Regions from separate parts of the Triticum aestivum genome. Here region 1 is linked to region 2. A link is a contact called in public Hi-C data. All regions are on one chromosome and are shown on one strand. The core of a region is the stretch at or near the end of the contact, and the rest is flanking DNA. Distances in the headings are between cores, read along the strand shown. Region 1 holds the start of LOC123070210 (AAA-ATPase At3g50940). Region 2 holds the start of LOC123070208.

What was found. A called contact is a pair of places that touch in the nucleus more often than the background predicts.
Region 1: a Hi-C map of leaf shows a contact between it and region 2, with 2.3 times the contacts expected there. The contact joins the promoter of LOC123070210 here to the promoter of LOC123070208 in region 2. A contact is called at or near these places in 2 of 5 Hi-C or Micro-C datasets (leaf and root).

What each region holds. Positions count from the first base shown.
Region 1 is chr3B:431,151,810-431,154,720 of IWGSC CS RefSeq v2.1, forward strand. It overlaps LOC123070210 (AAA-ATPase At3g50940), which reads left to right and starts at 1,335. Exons shown (of 2, transcript XM_044493285.1): 1 at 1,335-2,499; 2 at 2,900-2,911. The coding sequence starts at 1,516.
Region 2 is chr3B:430,929,734-430,932,635 of IWGSC CS RefSeq v2.1, forward strand. It overlaps LOC123070208, which reads right to left and starts at 1,595. Exons shown (of 9, transcript XM_044493283.1): 1 at 1,337-1,595; 2 at 62-173. The coding sequence starts at 149.

The DNA of each region.
Region 1 (2,911 bases), core at 85-2,584, 220 kb after region 2:
GCCGCCTCCACCAACAATGTGTCGTTGAGGGGGCGCCACAACGCCGACGATCGCTGCCTGTGGTGGGGCGTCTCTGGGCGGATGCTGCACTATGTCCTCAAGCACCTCGAGGACGGCAACCAGCCGCCGCTCCAGTACCCGGTAGCCTCGGCGCCTGTCCCCCACCGGAGCGGCAGCATTTGGCTGCCGAGGCGCATGGCATGTGGGTCGTCGTCCTCCTCCTCCCTCTCCTCTGGTTCGCCGGCGCTCGCCAGCATCAAGACCGAGCCCATGGAGACGTCGCTCGGGCGGCCATGGTCCCTTCTCCTCCCGTCTCGTGAAGTCTAAGACGGAGCCGGGGCTCGTTGCCGTGAAGAGCGAGTACGACAACATGGCCGCCCTCAAGTGGGCGCGCGAGGACTACGTCTGGCTGGAGACGGAGCGCTAGTGCCGCGCCCTCGAGGAGATCGCCGCTCGGCGCCGCGGCCGCGACGAGGCCAGCGTCATCGTCCTCAAGGACAGTGACGACGATGCACCACTGCCGCCAACCAAACTCGTCCGCCAAGGCGCCCCAGGGCAGGTGTGTAGCAAGGACGGCGACGGCGTGAAGAAGTAGGAGGACGACGGCGGCGACGGCGTGAAGAAGGAGGAGGACGACGGCAGCGACAACAGCGCCTTCGGCATGCTCTACGGCCTGTAGAAGGGGCAGCGGACGGTGGCGCAATAGTTTTAGTTATGTTTTTAAATATGTTTTTAAGTTTTTATGTACAAATATCAATGAAATCGCCTAGTTTGACCGAATATGTGTCGTGTTTGGCCGAATTTTGACCGAGTTTATTTTTCAAAAAACGTCGGCTGGGGTGAGCTTGGGGCGGCGGTTGGGAAACCGATCGCCCCATGCCGATAATTTCGCCGACAGGGAGCGCCCCCAGGCGGCTCTATTTCAAGCCCTAGGGAGGCGAACGGCTGGAGACGCTCTAACCTAGTCGCCTTGGGAGTCGTCTGTGCATGAAAAAAATGCCACGAGGGCGTGCTCAATTGGTGGCCCAACAAAGCCTTGATGGACGAGACTTGCCTGCTCCTCCCGCGTGTGTCCATCCGTGCTCCCGCGTACGTGGCTTGATTTGATTGGAACAAAATAAGAACCGTCTCACCCTCTTAAAATCATGGGGGGAAATGATTAGATTAGAAAAAAAAGACAGCCGTAGAATGAAGTGGGAACACGAATGAAAGCATGAGGAGGGAGCAGGCAAGCCGGATCCCACTTTTGACGCCGTGGTGTGGGGCGGTCGATTGAAGTTTCGAAGAAACCAGTCACCTGGTTAAGGGGTCGCATCCGTGGTCTCCACGTGGAACCTACTAATCTCCTTTGTGAAGTTGCAAACACCGATCACAGCGAATGGTCAATCATCAATCCCCATTCCAACCGACCTTGCGTTTTTCACGACTCCTCCATAGAAACCAACTCAAGCACCTGATTAGAAGATCGAAACCTTAAGCAAACCCCCACTGCTACAGCGTCAGTTGGAGCCGACCATGGCCATGACATCCCCGAACAGCAGAGCACTGGAACGGTACAAGAGCGCCGTCACGACGGCAACTTCCGTGCTGGGCGCGGCCATGCTGCTGCGCCGGGTGCTCGCCGACGTCCTCCCAGGCACGGCCCTCGGCGCGTTGCTCCTCCTGCCGCCAGCCTCCGCCCGGCGCCACGCCGTGCTCATCGAGGAGTTCGACGGCACCCTGTACAACCGTGTCTTCTTGGTGGCCAAGGCGTACGTTTCCACGCTCCTCGCCGCGGCACCGTTCGTGCCGCTGATGAAGGCCAGCCTGCCTCGCGGGGCTGGTGCGGAGCACGTCCTGCTCGCCCTGCGCCCCGGCACGGCGGTCGTCGACGTGTTCGACGGGGCGAAGGTCACGTGGCGCCTAAGCAGGAAGCACGACGGGGGCGCCGGCAGGCGGCGGGCCACGGAGGACGCGCGCGAGGTGTTCAAGCTCAGCTTCGACGCCGAGCACAAGGACATGGTGCTCGGCTCCTACCTGCCGGCCGTCATGGCCCGCGTGGAGGCCATGTCCCAGGAGCAGAGGCAGACCAAGCTGTACAGCAACGAGTGGGGCAAGTGGCGGACAGTGAGGCTCCGCAACGCCTCGACGTTCGCGACGGTGGCCATGGACGACGCGCTGCGGCAGGCTGTGGTGGACGACCTGGACAGGTTCTTGACCCGGAAGGAGTACTACCGGCAGACGGGGAGGGCGTGGAAGAGGGGCTACCTGGTCCACGGCCCGCCCGGCACCGGCAAGTCCAGCCTGGTCGCCGCGATCTCCAACCACCTCCATTTCGACGTGTATGACCTCGACGTCGGCGGCGTCAGGTCCAACACCGAGCTGAGGAAACTGCTGATTCGGATGAAGAACAGGTCCATATTGTTGGTCGAAGATGTCGACTGCGCCATGGCGACGGCGCCACGGAGAGAGGCGACGGGAAGCTCCGACGGGGGCAGCCCTGCTTCCAAGAATCACAAGGTTAGTTTTAGTACTAATCCAACTCATGTTGCAAGTTGCAATGGACGACGAACAAACTGCTTTAGTCCTTTAGACTATTCTTACCAGTACTATTTTCTTTTTCTTGAATCGATTCTTGCCAGTAGTAGTACTACTCTGTACTCCGACATTGAAACAATCAAACAAAACTCTGGGTGACTGTGTATCGCACCCTCACTGAACACGAAAACGACAGCACTGATTTGGTTTGCTTCAAGTACCAGCAAGTCACTGATCTGGGTCACTGTACAGGCGACAACTCTATAGTCGTTGCCGTGCTACTGTTGTTTGTCCAACAAGAGCAGTTGCCACTTCATTTCCTGTGGTTTCCAAATCGATTGTCACCTACTCCTATTAACTAAGCTGTGCGTTGCCTTGCCAGGTCACTCTGTCC
Region 2 (2,902 bases), core at 345-2,844:
ACAACTTACTAGGTGTTCAGTGTAGAGAGATGATACGATACGAGAATATGCTTGTTATCACCTGGATCATGAGGTATTGCATTATCATTAGCAGCTGTAGATTCTCGCTCTGTTGATGCTGGAAACTGAGAAGAGCTGGCTGAGGACATTCCTCCAGCAACAAAATCAGGACCCTATAACCAAACACAGGATAAGAAACAAACCTAAGCTCTTATAAAACCACGTTATGCATATAAAAATAGAAGTATACCCCAAAAAGGAGACAGAAAAAACATATTAAGGCAGTCACCATCACAGCTTTAATAGCAGTGGAATAATAAAAGGAAGATGGTTTGTGAAATTACAGCAGATATCAGTGACATGATTTGGTTGGAACAAAATAAAAAGATACATGGGAAAAACGTTACAGAAGGTCTTCCTTAAAGAAAGAGGCCGTATATAGATACAACGATTTCAACAATGTAGGTAGTCCTAAAACAAATAAAGCCCCAATGTAGAACTTCAAATTTTATTTTACTTTTTTGCGAGGAAATGTAGAACTTCAATTATTTTGCCCTGCTCCCTATTTCGTACTGCAATAATTTAATCAATTCCTTGCCATTTACAACTTTGATGGCCGTATGTACAATGTTCTAACTAGCACACTGGCAGAGGCCATAGAGTCAAATTGGGCAGAGATCAGGATCGCTCAAATAGGCAGAAACAAATTAGAAGCACAAACAGCTAGACCAACTACGCGGACTGATTACTGAGCATTTGAAATAGAACTAATCAAGCTTGTATGAATCTCAAGGAGTGAAATCCAAAAGGTGGGAACCGTTTGGCAGCTGCGGTTTTGTTCTAGACAAGTTGAAGGGCGAGGTTAGGTCTGAAACAAATCACCGAGGAGGCAATAATGAGGTGAATTACTTGAGGGGAAGGAGGCGAATCTTGGCGACATTGCTTAGCCACAAGCTGAAAACCGGCGGTAAAGGAAGACATGAGCGCAAGGAGGCGAGGATCTTGAGAGACCCTAACGAATTCCACCATAAGTCAGGCACGGCCTAGTCCCACAGCACTCAGTATCCCCCTCGCATCGCACATGTTCATCATCTATTGTCTCTCTCGCCAGTGAGCTGAAACTTTGAGCTCATGGCCAAACAATCTTGGGGGGTCATGTGGCGGGGGCGGCAGCAAGCGGGGCGGTTGTGTGCAGTGCGGGGAGCCAAATCGGGTGTGGGGATTAGCGAAGTCAAATGAAGTAGAGCTCCACTACAGAACAGAAGAGAAGAGAACACCAAGGGAGATGAGTAGTACTAGTAACTGGTGAGAAGCAGAGGCAGCAGCAAAACCTAACCTGCGTAAAATAATCCAGGGCCGCTTGGAACGGAGCCGGTCGCGGATTCCGATACAGTGGAGCCACGGGAAGGGGAGAGAGAGGGAGGGAGGGCGAGGGAGCCAGCCCTCCTCGAATCTAGACTTGGGCAATCTCCGACGCAAAGGCAGCAGCAGCACAGGGAGAGAGGAAGAAGACTGACCCCCTCCCTGCCTGCTGTCTCCTTCTCCTCCCCTTCTTTTTTTTCTCCTCTGATTTTTTTTCTTTTCTTTTCTTTTGCAATGCAGGCCATTGGTTATGTCGTTATGACGAACGCCCACTGCCCCACACGCCACGAAAGCGACCAGTGCGGGGGGCCCGCGACTATCGACGGACAGTTCAGGGGCGACATCGCAACATTGAAGGGTTCCGTGGTGCCAAGTGACAAGATGCCCCTTTTTCCTTTCTTTTCTTTTCTTTTTCTGTGACCGATAAAAAGACGTACACCACGAGTAAAAAGGGGGGAAATTCGAGTGGGGAGGAGGAGCTAAAGCAAACCGCACCAGATCTCTCTGCAGTGCGACGCCAGATCTGCGCACCCTCAATTAAACTTTCGATCTATTTACAAATGTTTCACGGGACGCGTTTGCGGGATCTATTTCGTGTTGGAGGGCTCGCTTTCTCGCAAATACAATAATAAGCACATATTTATCAAGTTCGTCAAGACAAGTTCATCATCATATATATACATGACTAATTGATCATCATACTAGTTCATCACCTCCAAAATCATGCGCAACAAATGAGGTATCAAGTTTAGGTTCATGAATGCGCAATAGAACAAGGCAAAATATGTTCAAACGACATAGATCAATCAAGCAACATTCTCAATGTTGCGAAGAACGTCGCCACCAACACCGCCCCTAACACCTTCATCACCATAATTCAAATTGACCGGAGAGCTCGCACCACCATCTTCATGAACTTGAACCGGGGAGCTCGCACCATCATCTCCATGAACTTGAACCGGAGAGCTCGCACCACCATCACCATCATTCTTGGACCAGAAAATTGAGCACGACCACCATCACCACCATTCACTTGGCTTGCCAAAGCACCACCTCCCATGCCGAAGCCACCATCACCGCCGCCACCACCCATGCCGAAGCCACCACCACCATTGCCGAAATAAAAGCCCCCTACAAACCCAACACGACCACCGGCCATAAGATTTTGGAGCTCCACCTTCCTCCGGAGCATGATCTCCATTCTTTTCAGCTCCCAAAATTCTCTTACCATTGCGTCCATGCCCTCCGGATTCATCATCATGAACCGTCCTCCTCGGCGGTCATCTCGTCCTTCCTCTTTTGCTCCTTAGGAAGAGCTTGCGCTCCTCGAAGGCACATCTCTTTTGCCATTTCTCCTCCTTGTGATTCTCTTTCTTCTCGGCCATGGCAACTTTTGCATCCCAATGCTTGGCTAGCATAGCCTCCTTCATCTTCGCCATCTCATCAATTTGATCCCTCAAACCGATTGCCTCGGAAGTCCCGTTGACTCTTGCTTTCTCCTTCTTGTTTCCATCTGTCTTGCCCTTGTTTCTTCCTCCTC